Linked DNA regions of Mus musculus: region 2 is linked to region 1. Evidence: chromatin contacts called from public HiChIP or PLAC-seq data. All regions are on one chromosome and are shown on one strand. Each heading gives the region's core, a stretch centred on a gene start, on an enhancer-like site or on the middle of the called end of the contact. The rest is flanking DNA. Distances are from core to core; before and after follow the strand shown.

Region 1 (2,653 bases), core at 85-2,584:
GGATGGCTTTTCAAATCTTGCCAGCATCCATGTGCAGAACATCTGGACTAAGACCGTTCCACATACAATTCTTTGAAGCACCGGCTGCCTGGAAGAAATACTTTGATTTGGGCTTCATTAAAATGCCTCAACTTCTATTAGGGACACAAAAGATTTTTTTTTCTAGTAAGAGCTCTCTTGGGAAGAAGACCGACCTCTAGCTAGTTAGATCACTCAGAAGCCAAGTGGCTGGAATGTCACTAAAGCACCATGCAATGGAAATCTTGCTGCGAGCTTGTAACATGCAGAAACAGCTGGCTTGGGTCTGTGGCTGACCCGGGGTGAAACCATTGTGGTAATTAGATTTAATTTTCTTAATCCAATAGTGCTTGACTGCAACGTGTCTGCATCTCCTAGGCAGAAAAGGCATGATTCTCCTTTAACAATGCTTTGACGTGTTTAAGACTTCTGCAGCTTAGTCCCTTCAGAGAAGTCACTTCTTCTCGAGTATAAGGACACCCATCCAGACAGCTATGTGTATCAAGGAGTTTCACATAGACGTTATCTTGCTTCAGTAACTTCCCAGAAAGATCTCAACACAACAAATACGTCTTAAATATCAATATATATCCTATTCTGCTAGTTCAGTGTGCCCTGCTATCTGCTCATTTAGAAAGATGGATCAGCCACGAAGACATTGATGAGCCCGGGGCGTTTGGATTTGAACCGCTTCTACACTCTCGGGGGCATATGACTTCATGCTACAGCTCTCTGGGGTTACCCACTCTGCAACAGCGCCAGAGCTCCAGAAGCTACAAGGGGGGAAAAAGTGTTCTTGAGATGAGAGAAGCAAAGACTGACATTCATGAATCTGTCTGCTCGCGTCTGTTTATGTTATACAGAACAGCCGTCGGTATTGTTACCTCAGAAGACCGGGGTTATTTTATTCGAGTGCAGGTCGTGCGTACTGTCTCCCCCCCAAACTGGCTCACAGCGCCACGCCGTACCATGTCGTGTCCCCGGGAATCTTAATTGCCTGGGCTATTAGAAAAGAACATCCGACCGCTGCTGGTAATTGAACACGGTGCATTTTGATAGCTTAAAAAGAAAGATCAGATAGAGTCACACAAGTTCTCAGTATGTCTTAAGCCGTCCCCCCTAAAAAATATATAAGAAAAAAGAGGAAGGGAAAGCCTGGGGCAGCGGGAGTGTTCCAGAGAGCGAACTGCTCCGGACTTCAAACACTGGGAGTCATTCTGTCAAGGGGAGGGGGCGGGCGGGGGCAGGCACTGGGCCTCTGTAACAAAGTCCTCCTCTCTTTGCTCCCTCCCACTTCATTCACTTGCAAATCAGTGTGTGCCCACAAGAGCCAGCTCTCTGGAGCCGTAACCTTCCCATCCCGAGAGCTGCAGTTCCAGCCACAGCAGCAAGAAGCACAGAGCAGAAGACCGTGGTGGAGGCAGGAGCATCCTGGGCGAGTGGCAGGGTGTCCCCAGGAGCCGGAAGGCAAACCGAGGTGGGTTCGGTCTCTGTTGCCAATGCGGGAGCTTGTGCGTGCGTTTCTTTTCTCCCTTGCCTTCTCTTTCTTCTTTATACATAGCTATTATTTTAATTCCGTAGCGTTGATGGAAGCCAATCAGAGAAAGAGAGCGGTCCTCTGCGCCGGGTGTTGCGGTGCACGGAGTTGGGAGGGATGCTCAGCTGGGAGCTGGGGTGCGGGCGGGCTTGCGCGCGAGTCCGGTTGCATTGGTGGCGCTGCTGCCTCTGCCCAGGACCGGCGCCGCTTCCCGGGGAGCCTGGGCGCCGCTCCTCCGCCGCCTGGTAAGACCGAGACGCCTAGGGTTCTGCGGGGGGTGGCAGGGAACAGTGTGGAGGAGAGAAAGCTGCTGCCGAGGTCCACTCCGCGGGGCTGGCGGAGGCGGCTAGTGGAGCCCTAGCTTTGCAAAGTTGGCTGGTCAATTACCAAGGGCGCTAGTGAGTGCCGGAGCGGTGGAGCCGTTTGGGGCTTGATTGATTTCCACCTACCCAACAATACAAGGGTCTGTGTGGTGACTGCTTGGCCTGAGTTATGGGATTTTTTTTTTTTTTTATGGCTTTGAGAGTAACGCAGAAATTAATTCAGGTAGTCGGGAAACTCTGGAATGTTCCCAATAAGGCAAACTTACAGAGATGGTTTGGCCGAGAGAACGAGCTTAAAGAAAACTGTTAGCTCGCATGTTCCTAGCAATGCCTTCAGGCTTTCATAGAGCAGAAATGCTTAGGTTGCAAGGCAAGTCCGACACTGGACTTCGAAAATGGAGCACACTGTCCAGGGAAAAGTCATGTGGAAGACGCCGCTCGCTGGTGCTCTTCCAAGGCTACACACACACACACACACACACACACACACACACACACATCTGAGGGAGAATGCCTTCCTTAGACTGGAGAGCAGGAGGTCTGGTGCGTCTGATGTGAGGTGTCAGATGCAAGAGTGAAGTCCCCAAGGCGTTCATGTGGAATTTAATGAAGGCGGGTCGTTGCGGAGTCCTATAATGCCGCAGAGCTGGGGTCACTTCCTCCTCCGTAGTTATTCGCCTGCCAAGAGTTACGGTCCATCTCGAGATGGGAGATGCTGGCGAGGTCAATGTGGTACTGAGAAATGTTGTCGCTGCTGCAATAAAATCCATATTTT
Region 2 (2,653 bases), core at 90-2,589, 39 kb before region 1:
TGATGTCCACTAAGAATTGAAGTAGCAGAAATGGTACCTTGGAACATTATCTTAACAGTACAGATGGAAAAAAAATCTGTACTTAAGATAATAAATTATTCATAGAAAAAGAGGAAGACATTGAATCAGTTTATCTTAACCCAATTAAGTTCTCAGATATGATTAGGATTGGCTTTTATTTAACTCAACACACAAAAGATAATGTACTTCCTTTGTGTCGAGTATGTTACCAGGCAAGTGATAACCAAAGGTAAATGTAGATTTCCTCTTCCTGTCCATCAAAGCCAGATGTACACATAACGTGTGTGAAGAGACTCTGGCTAACTCAAGCATGGCAAGAATGGCTCTGGCAGGCCTCGTCCTTCTCTCCCAATCCCTCTGCCTTGATAAAAACCATTAGATTACATTCCTCAAGCTAGCCACCAAGGTCTATCCCCTTATTCAATTCCTCCTGAGTCTGACCACCAAGGTTCAGCTATCAAAGTATTGAAGTCCAGCAATAAAAAGCCCTCTTGTGGCTCCGCTATTTAATATGCCAAATTAAAATTAAACACCTCATCCTAACATGGGGTTTCCCCTTGTACCTTTATAAACTGTCATTTTCCTATGTGCCACATCTGTCTCTTCTCTATTCAAAGGCAGTCCTTTGTCCTCCAGTACAAACACCCCTCCTCCCTCCCTCTATCCTGTCCTCCTGTTCCTCCTGCCCCTTTCTCTCTCATCCTCTGTCTCCAGTCTTTGTCTCTTATTCCTTGCCCTTTGACCCTCTGAGGCAAATAAATATCCTTTGTACTAAGAACTTGGTCTGGTGGTCCTGAGTCAATACATTTTCTTACAATATACACTGACAACCATAGTATATGTAGCCTGTGATCCCAATAATGTGCCTGCAATTGAAGAACTCTTCCAGTAAAAAGGCTACTGAATCAGAAATAGGATGGACCATTATTTGCTTAAAGAAGCTGAGATTTTTCACACTTTGGATACTTTAATCAAGGAAAATTTGGAACAACTATAACATCTGGAATTTGCTTCCAATTTTAAATAAAAATCTGAAGCAGACACATTGATATTGTTTCCTATAATGTATTAAGGATTCTTTGACCATAAAATAGAGCAGTGTTTAAAACCTTTGGGAAATGGGCAGAAGAATTTTTACATACACACACAACAAAATAAAGCAGTCATTATCATCCTTAGGGGGAGTTAAATGTGAAAATGAATTAAGTTGGGCTACAAATAGAAACCTAAATAGCCTGAGCCAGTATGCCCTTTCCTGTGCTAAGTGTCCTTCTTGGAATCCCGTCCTTTCAAGGATTTGCCCTAGGCTAATTTGTCTGGAGCAAAGTTCACTTAAGATGTTCACAAAAGAACAAAAGATGTGATCACCACCAGGCTGAAGCTTCTGAATACATCCCCTGTGTCCATAAAGTGAAAGGTTTTGGAATGTCTGCTAAGGCAAATTGTAACTTTCACTTCCTGGGGTTTGCATTCAAAAGACAGAAAAAAAGAAAAGAAAAAAAAAACAAAGGAAGGTGAGCCACAGAGACTCCGAAATAAGGCAGTAACTCAACTTAAAAACTAGCAGGAAAGCATGCCATCCAGTCACCAAGGATTCCGAGACAGACAGTTCCTCATTACCCATGCCTGTCTGCCATTCTCAGCTTGTGAACGGCCCCTTTCTTCTGCTTCTGTCTTTATAGAATTAGCAGGCAGAACTTCTGCAAATGTAAGCACTTAAACAAGAATGATCAGGGTGTTGGCTACCCAGTCATGGAAATTCATAGCAACATCTCTGAACCAAGGTTAAGGAAACACATTGCTTTTAAGAGGGTTTGACTCTTGTTTTCTAGTCTTGCAAAGTCATTACTCATCCCAGGCAGCACTTGGAAGTTTAGCCTGATTTTTTTTAATGAAATAATTTGATAAGCATCATTAAGACCAAAAAATTTAATACAATCCAATCAAATAATTCTACAGATAGCTATTAATGTCAAAACATTGCTAAATAGTTTAATACTATTGGAGGGGGAAACACAAGGAACATACATTAATCTCCTAAACTCTTATTGAATTTTTTTGAAGTAATACACAATTATTGTATTTTGAAGAAATACGTAATATTTATCCCCAAACCTATTGTTTCCTCTACACATAACTAATCAATAATCATTTCCTTTGAACTAGATTTTGTGTTTTTTACAAAATTCACAGTTCATTTTAGTAGTACTACCATAGCTATATTTCACTATTGAGTTCTAGTAAAAAAAAAAAAAAAAAAAAAAAAACATTAAAGCATTACAGCCCTCAATATACTTAGGCTTTTAGACTTTTACAGACCTAAGTACCCACAGAAGCCAACAAAGCCAAAAGTTAAAATCCCTCACTTTAATAACCCATTGTTCAGTTGGGAAAACAAGCATGACTATTCAATATGAAAAATAGAACACTGGAATAAAATAATTGCATCATATCATGGTCAGGACATTTTTAGTAGATTCCTTAAAGAACTATTTTGACATTCCAAAGTCCAGCCTGGTTCTTCCTAAATTGGATGCACCCTCCCCTTTCCTGACTCTAGGTCAACTTGGTTCATATGCTCTCTGGGTGACATATTAGGTGATTCAATTCAACTCTGGCTCTACCACCTGAG

What was found. HiChIP or PLAC-seq counts read pairs in DNA pulled down with a chosen protein or histone mark.
Region 2: a contact with region 1 is called in an H3K4me3 HiChIP or PLAC-seq map of neural progenitor cells, with 3 times the contacts expected there. The contact joins the enhancer-like site here to the promoter of Cdh6 in region 1. A contact is called at or near these places in 3 of 484 Hi-C or Micro-C datasets (embryonic stem cells, nephron progenitors and uterus), 3 of 115 datasets of contacts at active chromatin or transcription factors (embryonic stem cells, neural progenitor cells and stem cell-derived anterior neural progenitor cells) and 2 of 9 other capture datasets (embryonic stem cells and liver).

Annotation. Positions count from the first base shown.
Region 1 is chr15:13,172,356-13,175,008 of GRCm38.p6, reverse strand. Cdh6 (cadherin 6) reads left to right here and starts at 1,334. Exons shown (of 12, transcript NM_007666.4): 1 at 1,334-1,495.
Region 2 is chr15:13,211,202-13,213,854 of GRCm38.p6, reverse strand. No RefSeq gene overlaps it. Among named protein-coding and RNA genes, the nearest start is that of Cdh6, 39 kb to the right of the region's middle. Within about 2 kb of position 1,339, at least 15 of the 459 cell types and tissues checked have an H3K27ac peak or open chromatin away from gene starts, as enhancers often do. A contact at or near this core is called in neural progenitor cells and stem cell-derived anterior neural progenitor cells, where this site is marked.